Linked DNA regions of Mus musculus: all the other regions are linked to region 2. The links are chromatin contacts, called in public promoter capture Hi-C maps. All regions are on one chromosome and are shown on one strand. Each heading gives the region's core, a stretch centred on a gene start, on an enhancer-like site or on the middle of the called end of the contact. The rest is flanking DNA. Distances are from core to core; before and after follow the strand shown. Region 1 holds the start of 4933433G15Rik (RIKEN cDNA 4933433G15 gene). Region 2 holds the start of Arpp19 (cAMP-regulated phosphoprotein 19). Region 3 overlaps Gm7972 (predicted gene 7972).

The links. Promoter capture Hi-C pulls out the DNA fragments that hold promoters and counts their contacts. Capture Hi-C pulls out chosen DNA fragments and counts their contacts.
Region 1: a promoter capture Hi-C map of adipose tissue shows a contact between it and region 2. The contact joins the promoter of 4933433G15Rik here to the promoter of Arpp19 in region 2. A contact is called at or near these places in 13 of 39 promoter capture datasets (the 3T3-L1 cell line, 3T3-L1-derived adipocytes, the C10 cell line and 7 more), 1 of 15 datasets of contacts at CTCF or cohesin (the NIH/3T3 cell line), 3 of 484 Hi-C or Micro-C datasets (CD4 T cells, CD8 T cells and embryonic stem cells), 8 of 115 datasets of contacts at active chromatin or transcription factors (bone marrow-derived macrophages, effector CD8 T cells, embryonic limb bud and 5 more) and 3 of 9 other capture datasets (adipose tissue, liver and macrophages).
Region 3: a promoter capture Hi-C map of the HPC-7 cell line shows a contact between it and region 2. The contact joins the enhancer-like site here to the promoter of Arpp19 in region 2. A contact is called at or near these places in 10 of 39 promoter capture datasets (3T3-L1-derived adipocytes, the C10 cell line, the HPC-7 cell line and 6 more) and 1 of 115 datasets of contacts at active chromatin or transcription factors (memory CD8 T cells).

Annotation. Positions count from the first base shown.
Region 1 is chr9:75,408,773-75,411,906 of GRCm38.p6, forward strand. 4933433G15Rik (RIKEN cDNA 4933433G15 gene) reads left to right here and starts at 1,412. Exons shown (of 4, transcript NR_040719.1): 1 at 1,412-1,994; 2 at 2,936-3,092. It overlaps Mapk6 (mitogen-activated protein kinase 6), which reads right to left and starts at 1,244. Exons shown (of 6, transcript NM_015806.5): 1 at 1,091-1,244.
Region 2 is chr9:75,036,164-75,039,044 of GRCm38.p6, forward strand. Arpp19 (cAMP-regulated phosphoprotein 19) reads left to right here and starts at 1,569. Exons shown (of 3, transcript NM_021548.4): 1 at 1,569-1,798. The coding sequence starts at 1,754. It overlaps Gm51714 (a long non-coding RNA gene), which reads right to left. Exons shown (of 2, transcript XR_003948357.1): 1 at 2,404-2,881; 2 at 1,081-2,304.
Region 3 is chr9:75,481,491-75,484,571 of GRCm38.p6, forward strand. Gm7972 (predicted gene 7972) reads left to right here. Exons shown (of 11, transcript NM_001373998.1): 9 at 1-174; 10 at 1,609-1,707. Among named protein-coding and RNA genes, the nearest start is that of Gm7972, 14 kb to the left of the region's middle. Within about 2 kb of position 1,356, at least 9 of the 459 cell types and tissues checked have an H3K27ac peak or open chromatin away from gene starts, as enhancers often do. A contact at or near this core is called in the HPC-7 cell line, where this site is marked.

The sequences.
Region 1 (3,134 bases), core at 162-2,661, 370 kb after region 2:
AACCCAGAATTTTACCAAAATAAAAACGCTAGAATAATCAACAATTTATTCTGAAGCTAGCTGCTCTTCGTTTGATGGCCTGAGAACGTTTTTATTTCCCCCTCTGACAATCATCTATCTGTATCCATAAAAAGTTAATACTGCCTCCGGACTCTTAGCAACGAACACGAACTGTTTAGATACTGTAAAGAGACCTAACTCCCCTTTACCAAGTCCCTGCGCTCCATCTTTCCTACTTTCAAGTCAAAGAAAGGTAAAACACGAAAGCGATCTAAAGGAGCTTGCTGCACGCAGCTTCCCCAAGGCACCTGAGCCGGAGAGCCAAAGCCAGGCAGGAACAAAAGGCGGCCGAAAGCCCTCCACTCCTCACAACTCCCAAGTCCGATCATAACAAGCTCCAAGTGAGGAGGCCTGTAACCGGTAACGTACGTTTTCATCAGGGTGTTTTTCCGGATCACACCTTAACGTCCGGAAAGGTGTCAGGAGCCCTGTCTCAGGCCGGTCCCCGGCACCTCGTGGACCGCCAGGCACAAACTTGGGCGGACTTAGGGGCAGGAGCAGAGCGCTACGCAACGTGCCGGAGACTTTGCCCGGCCGGAGTCAGCTGAGGCCGAGTCACCCGGGCAGGCTGGGGAGGGGAGGAGACAGGAGAGCTTGAGGGAGGCAGCGAGCCAGGAAGGCAAGCCTCCACCGCCTCAAGCGCTCCTGGACCACCGCCCTCGCCTGCGCGTTGGCGGGGACTCGAACCCGCGGAACCGGGCGCGGGCGGCGGGGACTCGAACCCGCGAAGCGCAGCCCGGTGCAGGCGGCGGGGGCCCGCCAGCTATGCCTGCGGCCGGCTGCCCGGCGAGGGGCGTGCCGGGTGGGAGGGGCGCGCCGGCCGCGCCGCCAGCCCCACGCGGGGACCTGGCCCTCGCAGCCGGCCGCGCCGCCCGGGCTGAGCGGGCACACGGAACAAAAGCGTCTTTGTTGAGCGGCGGCCGCCCGGAGGGTCACACACAATGGACGCGGGAGCCGGCGCCGCCGCCGGGCCCTCTGCCGCTCCCTCCCGCGCCGGCCCGCACCCGGCCACACACACATACACACTCACGGGACTTCTCCGACTCATCGACAGAGTGCAGGGCCCGCGGACAGCCCTCAAGGTCGGCTCAGGTCTCCGGCTGTGCTGGCGGCAGCGGCGTTTCCGAGGCTCTCGCTTTGCCGCAGTCGCCGCCATGTAACCCCGACCCGCCAGAGAGGGCGCGGAGAGAAGGCGGGGCCTCGCAGAGGCACGCCCCCTCACGTCACAGGCTCACTCCACGGCGGCCCCGCCCCCGCCAGCCGGGGAGCCGCACGCGCCGGAATTTCCAACGCCCGTGACTGCGCGCGCCGCGGGGGCGGTCGGAGCTGCACGCGGCCTGCTGGCGGGTACACCCCGGCCTCAGCTGAACCACCGCCCAGAGTGTCGTACCAAGTGACCCGACAGGGCGAGCGTCTGAACGGCTGCTGGGTCCCGTGCTGTCGGGAGGAAGTGGGCGAAGGCGAATATGCTAGGCCAGATTGTTGAGCAGATAAGCTCAGGGTGGTGTTGGGAAGGCCCCTGGGATCGGTCCCCGGGGTCCGTTGGCTGCTTCTAGAAGCATCCGCGGTAACCAGGGAGGTGAATGAGTGAGGGGTCCTGGGAAAACTGAGCAAAAGCTCAGTCAGCAGGGTGGCTGGCTTGTTGAGATCGCTGAGACCAGCCAGAGTTTGACATAGGCGTGCTGAGAAAGGTAGATAGCTGCCCTTCCAGTGCTTAGATGAAATTTAAGTATTTAGGAACTTAGATATAAAAAGCACAGGGTTTGCCTGGGAGTAGTGGCACATGAGTTAACTAGTCTATGTAGTGCCAGGACAGCCTATGCTATATAATAGACCCTGTCTCAAAAGGCTGGGAGAGCTTGTTGTTGTACCCCTGTGATCCCTGTCTTGGAGACCAGAAGGATTAGAAGATACAGTTAATCCTTGGCTGCATAGTGAGTTCAAAGCCAGCCCAGACTACTGAGACCCCGCCTCACAAAAAAGAAAAATGAGAGGTTCGGTTAGCCCTTTCTATCAGTGGTAATTGACCATCCTAAAGAAAATATGGCCACTGCAGTCCATGATCCACTGTAAGCAGCAAACCCCTTTCAGAGATGACACAGTCACTTGAAGTTAAGAGCTTGAGAGGAGCTTCAATGTTTCCTAATACAGAGATACATTAAAATATATGCTTTGTGAGACAGCATCTCTCTATAACTCAGCCTGCCCTAGCACACCTAATCTCCCTGCCTTAGCTTCCCCAGAGCTTGGATTATAGGCTTAGGCAGCTGAGCCCAGCTCTATTATATTTAAAGCAATACCATCTGAATACCAGGAGAAGAGCAGTAATGCCTACAGAAAGCGAGATTTACAGCTGTTGAGTGCAGCCGGCACTGTGAAGTTCTGCTCCACCGACCCACTCTGTCCTCCCTCTAGTTCCTCCTGATGGACTCTGGGACCTCCATCTTCCTCTAATGGCTGGACCCCCCGGGGTGGTGGTGGTGGTGAGCATAAATAGCAAGCCGTATGCTTTCTCTCAGAAAGTTTATAATGCATCTCTGCTGACTTCCATTAAAGCCAGCCATATTGCTTTATAGGAGTCAAAGGAGTCCACGATGTTAAGTGTTTGTGGAATCTTAAAAGAGAGGTCAGGGTGAGCTAGGTACAAAATTTTGGAGATTTGGTTTATGATAGGCCTTTCATCAAGGGGTCTTGACTGGGACTGAGTGGTGTGACAGTTTAGGATGGGAAAGGGAAGAGTTTTGAAAGAAGTCTAGGAGAATTTAATGTTGGATAAGCCCAGAATCTTGCTGGGGGCGGGGGGTGGGGGGAGGGGGGGTGGAAGGCGAGTTTACCCTGATGAGTTTAGTCACTTATGTGTTCTTTCCAAAAATAGGCTTTGAGGAAGTCCCTGCCTGAAAGCGCGATAAGGTATTTGCAAATTCATCTTCCTGGATGAGAATTTCTTGAAGTCGGTCATGCGTATAAACCAAGTGTGGTAGTGAACGCTTGTCATCCCAGCATTCTGCAGGCTGAGACAGGAGAATCTTGAGGTGAGGTCAGCCCTTGGGGTTCCAAAGCAGGCAAGCAATCAA
Region 2 (2,881 bases), core at 319-2,818:
CTTGGAAAGTTCCGGGATTACAGGTTGCAAAGTCCTGGAACTACAGTTGATTTGGGGACAAACTGAGCCATTCTCAAGGGATATCTTTGTCCAAGAGTTAGCCTCTTAAACCCTTTTATCTTAAATTGTTACTTGGCTGGTTAACCCTTTCCTTCCTTCTCCAACAAGAACTCTTAATCGTTTTGTTTTTCAAACTGAAGTATCAGTCAAGACTTCCTGTCTGAAATTCTGCACATGCTGGGGTTTTGGGTTTGCTTGGCCTTTGTAATTGTTATTGTTGTTGTCTTGTTTTAGTTTACTTTTGACACGGGGCCTCACATAGCCCAGGCTAGCCTCAAACTCAAGCTGAGGATAACTTTGAACTTCTTGATCCTTCTGCCTCTACCTCCCCAGTCCTAGGACTTCAAGCATTGCACCACTATACTTGTTTAATCTGCTGCTTGGAGTCAAACGCAGGGACAGTCATTCCAGGCAACCCATCCATCTGCTACTGAGCCAACTTCCAAGCTCTCTCTCTCTCTCTCTCTCTCTCTCTCTGTGTGTGTGTGTGTGAGAGAGAGAGAGAGAGAGAGAGAGAGAGAGAGAGAGAGAGAGAGAGAGAGAGATTGAATGCAGGGACTTGCCCGTGCTAAGCAAACTCTCTACCACTGTGCCAGGGCCTCACTAAATCCCCCAGGGTGGCCTTTGATTTACTCTATAACCTAAGCATACATAAACTTGCCACACTTCCGCTTCAGCCTCCCAGACAGCTGGGATTACAGTCCTATGCCAGAGGGCTCAGCTTTGATTTTGATGTCTTCCACATTCCATATCCAATGACTCTGAGGTTTTGATTGTTCTCCTGTCTTCCAGAACTGCTTGCATTGCCTTCTGATTCTTACTAGTTAACTATATAAGTCTGCCTTAGCCCCAGATTTCTAAGGGACATTTCCTTGGAACCAAATGTGCCAGCAGCTATAAGATGCTTAGTAGAATGACGAATAAATATGAAGCTACGGACTTGACAGTTAAGAAAATCATTGCTTTGAAAATCAATGTTTTGAGCTGACTGCCGTGGGAGAGCAAGGAATGGAAGCTGAATTGATTTATCAGTGATTTATTGCATGGGAAATATCAAGGTCTGGGAGTAAAATATTGACTTCTTCCCTGCTGTGGCTAACATGAAGAGGAATGGTGACATTACTAAAGTAATCACAATTCCTGTGTAATGGTGCTGTGCTTGTTGTAGAACTCTCCGGAGCAGTGGTAGCTTGAAGAGGTTGATCTAAGAAGAAAAGGTGGCGCTGAGGCAAGGTTAGAGAACAGAGGAAGTAAAGATGGATGGGGTTAAACTGAAGCAGAGGTACTGCCAAGCAAGCAGAGGACTAAATAGGAGGTCAGGGTTGTCTGGAAAGGCGGGGGAAGTGGAGGGGAGGGGGAACACAGCGCCACAGACCAACTACAATTCCCAGGAAGCACTGTGCGCCCATGGACGGAAGTGAGGTGAGGCGCGAGCCGCAACCTTTGAGGGAAAGAGGAAGTGCTCGGGCGTCGCAGGGCCGGAGGCGCGGGGATAGGTAGGTAAGGGCGCGGCGCGGGAGCCTGGCGGGCCTGGGCTGCGGGAGCTACGGCGGGCGGGAGCCCGGGGCCCGTGTCGTCACAAGGCGGCGGTAGCCGCCGGCCCGGCGGGCAGCGGGGCAGGCAGAAGGTGGCGGGCGGTCTTGCCTCCCGGTAATCTGTCTTCTCCCGGCGTCTCTTCTGCAGAAGGAGCACCATGTCCGCGGAAGTCCCCGAGGCAGCGTCTGCGGAGGAGCAAAAGGTGAGTGTGCCGGAGGACCCGGGGAACCCTCGAGACCCGCGGGATCCGCGGGACCTGGTGTGGCGGGAACCTTGGCTGGCGGGCCCGCGGGAGCGAGGGCGGCCTGGAGCCCTCCGCCGACGGCTCCTCCCGCAACCGGGGAGGGCCCTGGCGAGTGGAAAGGAACCGATCCGCTCCCGAGCCTCGGTGTAGCACCCAAGTGTACCAGGCAGCTAGGACTCCGGCCCATGTTAGGGACCCAGGTTCTGTAGTGGGCTTTGATTTGCTCAGGACGTTGTCCCTCCGGAAGCGCTCGGGCCACTTGTGAGCTTGCAGGGAACTCTTTAAGGTGGTGTCTCCATTCAGGCAGCGATGCAGGGCTCGGTTATTAGGGTTGTGAGTTGTGTGGCCTCGTGATCTCTTTCCTGAACCCTTTGGGCTTCAGTCTTCTTATCGGTAAAGTCCCGGTAATAGTACCTACGTCCCGCGACGGCTGTGAGGCCCAAACGAAAAACCCAGCACAACTTCTGCTCAAAAAAAAAAAAAAAAAAAAAAGCTAGCTGATGGGCTTTGCATGTGGCACTTGACTAAAAATCGAGAATTGGAGCTTTAGGAAATTTCACTACCTTAGATATTTCTCGAATCATGGGGATATATTTGTCAGCTCATTTGTATGTCTCTGTTGAAGGGAAATGTGCTAGCAGCACACCTACGAGTTTGAGGCCTGTATGCTTATGTAGTGCCTGCCCATTCCGTCGTAATTATTATGATGCTTTGACTTCCAGGGTACATGGAGTCAGTTAGCTAACAAAGGAGAAAAGTCATGAGTTCCCAACAATTTTTCTTTAAAAACAAACAAAAAATCCCAAATTGGGCCTTTAATCCCAGTACTCAGGCAGAAGCTAGAGGAATTTTGTGAGTCCCAGGCCAGCTGGAAGTACATAATGAAATCCTGTCTCAAAATTTATTAATTGATTGATAATTAATACCAAACTGCTTTACTGTATATGGAATTTGGTCTAATGTTTAAACGTAATCCTTATACTAATGTTGCACTGTAGATTAGTGGGTTTTGCTCATTCCATATATTCTAATCATGTCAAC
Region 3 (3,081 bases), core at 106-2,605, 450 kb after region 2:
GTCTGCGGAGGAAGAGCAGGAGGCAGAAGCGGCAGCAGCGTCCAGGTCGGAGTTCCACCTTCCAGAAGCCTAACCTTGTTGTTGAGGAAGAGGAGGAGGTGGAGGGAGAAGATGAGGAAGGCAAGGCCTCCATCGAGGTTGCCACTAAAAGCCGTTACCAGGGCGCAGCCAAAAGTAAGTCAGCGCAGCTGCCACACCTCATTGTAGGCAGGGCCTAGTTTCACTCTGGTGAGATCTTCATCTTGCTAGTATTATTTCCTTATGACCGTAGAATGCACCCCCTCTTTCATTTTGCTTTAGTTAGGGACACTCACCATAGAAAAGGTTAATTGAAAGCAAGACTTCTCCAAAGAATACAAAACCTGTTCATAGGAAACACAAAACCCAGGCACCCTGCTCCCTACCAGATTCCTGGCCTGGAATGCACGCCACGCCGCACTTCCCACATAGGAAACATGACCTGTGGTTATGTAGCCCAGACAGTTCTCCATGCTAATGAGGTATCGAGAGGCCCTGAAGGTTTAGCCAATAAGCTTCCCTTCCCAGATATTCCTTCCTGCAAAAGGTATTTAATCTCTGGTTCACCCTAAAAAGGTGGTATGCATCCATTTTCCATGATGAACAATCAATAAACAGTTTGGGATACAAAAAAAAAAAAAAAAAAAAAAAAAAGAAAGAAAGAAAGAAAGAAAGAAAGAAAGAAGGAAAACAAAACAACGTGGTGTGTACTGTGAAGGGAAATGTATGTATTAGCACAATTAAGAACTCTGTATTTAAACCTTATTATTTTTAAAGCTATTATAAATAACTGGACAGGGTGGTGCAAGCTTGCCATCAACACTACGGAGGCTGAGGCAGGAGATTTTGAGTTTGAGGCTAGCCTGGGCTGCTACTTAATAAGTTCTAGGCAAGCCAGGGTAGACTGTCTCAAAAACAAAATAAAGCAGAAGAAATAAAACAAAACCCTAAAACCAACAATTGAAACCCACACTGCTATGTGTTTCTCAGGCTTCTGGCACTTAAAGCTCAACCTGAGAATGTCTCAAGCTGTCATTCAGTTCATGTGGAAGACTAAATAAAAAAGGAGAGGCCTGGAGAGATGGCTCAACAGTTAAGAACACTGACTTGTGGTTTTTTTCCTGTATAAACCCCCTTCACTTAGACCTGGGGGTTCACTCTCTTTCCTGTTCATTCCATCAGGAAGGTTGGTGGCCCAAGCTCTAGCTTGAATAAAAACCCTCATGCGATTACAGTGGGTTGCATTTTCTGGTGGTCTCTGTGGGTTTTTCACAGTCTGGGCACAGCAGCAGGAACTCATATAGCAATCAAGACAGAGCTGGCTTTCACTCGAGGAAGGAAGTACCAATTGCAGGGAGCAAATCCTGATGGCGTGATCGCATCCTGCCTGAGATGGTACCACATCTGTACAGAAAGCTCCACAGCCGCTCTAGTGGCTGTGGTCCTCTGTAGTGTGCTGGAAAATAGTAGGGAAGGCAGCAAGGGTTACTCAGGGGCGAACATGGAAATTACAGCTCAAGGTGGCTGCAGCCCGGTAACGGTGGGCTCCTCTGAAGGGCAACCCTGTTCCTAAAGTCCTTTTGCTTTCAGAGAAACAAGCCATGTCTTCTTCAGATTGCTATCGTGAGAGACCAGGGGAAGAAAAAGCCAGAGGATTACTCAAAGCAAAGAGATTCGAGAGTGACCGAGGTAGGTAAGCTACGTTTACTCAATTCTAGGGTGACCTTGTGTCCATGAGCCAGCTCCATAGTTCACTGACACCCAGTGAGATGATGCCTGGCAGGGGTGGGTCCTGCGAGGCCACACAGACCCTGAAGAGTGAAGAGCAGCTTTGCACAGGTGTGGCCAGGGTGAGGCTTTCCAGCTCTGCAGAGAGTGCAGGCAGGACACAGGGCCCCAGACATCACCGTTCATCTAGAGACTGGCAGGCACTCAGCGTGGGCAGACAGGTGCCTGACGTTTGCATAGAACAGCAAGTACCTGAAGGCTGCTTCAGTCTGAGCTATTTCCCATGGATTCCGTGTTTCCCTGTCTCTTGTAAGATCACAGAGCAAAGACACTTTAAGTCATAATTATGTAAGGGTTCCGATCTTATCACTCCTGGGACATACTAAGTCATTGTCTTCCTAGCATTTAGCATGCCCTACGTTCCGGAGTGGGGGTAAGCATTGCAGTTGCATTAATGTTTAAGTAGTGTTGACTTGTTGTACTGGCTAGTTTTGTGTCAACTTGACACAGCTGGAGTTATCACAGAGAAAGGAGCTTCAGTTGGGGAAATGCCTCCATGAGATCCAACTCTAAGGCATTTTCTCAATTAGTGATCAAGGGGGAAAGGCCCCTTGTGGGTGGGACCATCTCTGGGCTGGTAGTCTTGGTTCTATAAGAGAGCAGGCTGAGCAAGCCAGGGGAAGCAAGCCAGTAAGAACATCCCTCCATGGCTTCTGCATCAGCTCCTGCTTTCTGACCTACTTGAGTTCCAGTCCTGACTTCCTTTGGTGATGAACAGCAACATGGAAGTGTAAGCTGAATAAACCCTTTCCTCCCCAACTTGCTTCTTGGTCATGATGTTTGTGCAGGAATAGAAACCCTGACTAAGACACTTGTCAACTCATTTTTATGTGTGTATACAGATGTAAATAATTTTAAAACATACATAAGCATTCTGAAAATTCAGTCTTTTAAGATTTTTTTTCTATTTATGAGTGTTTTCCTTGCATGTATACCACATGCACACAGCGCCTGTGGTCCAGAAAACAATGATGGAACCTTCCCTACCCTAAATAGAGGGACAGGTGGTTATGAGCCACCATGTGGGTACCAGGAACCAGACCTGAGGCCTCTCAAAAGAGCCATCTCTTCAGCCTCTAAAATCAGACTTTAAAACACTGAATTTATAGAAGCATTTAAAGAAAATAATGTACTTCAAGTAATGTGATAGAAATGCCGCACTGAATGAAGTGTCCCTCCTACCGTGACAGCCACCCAGGGCAGCCAGGTCCCAGGGGTCTGTCTTCCCAGGTGTTGTGACCTGAACACAGGTCTCTGTGGCAGATTTCTCCCACC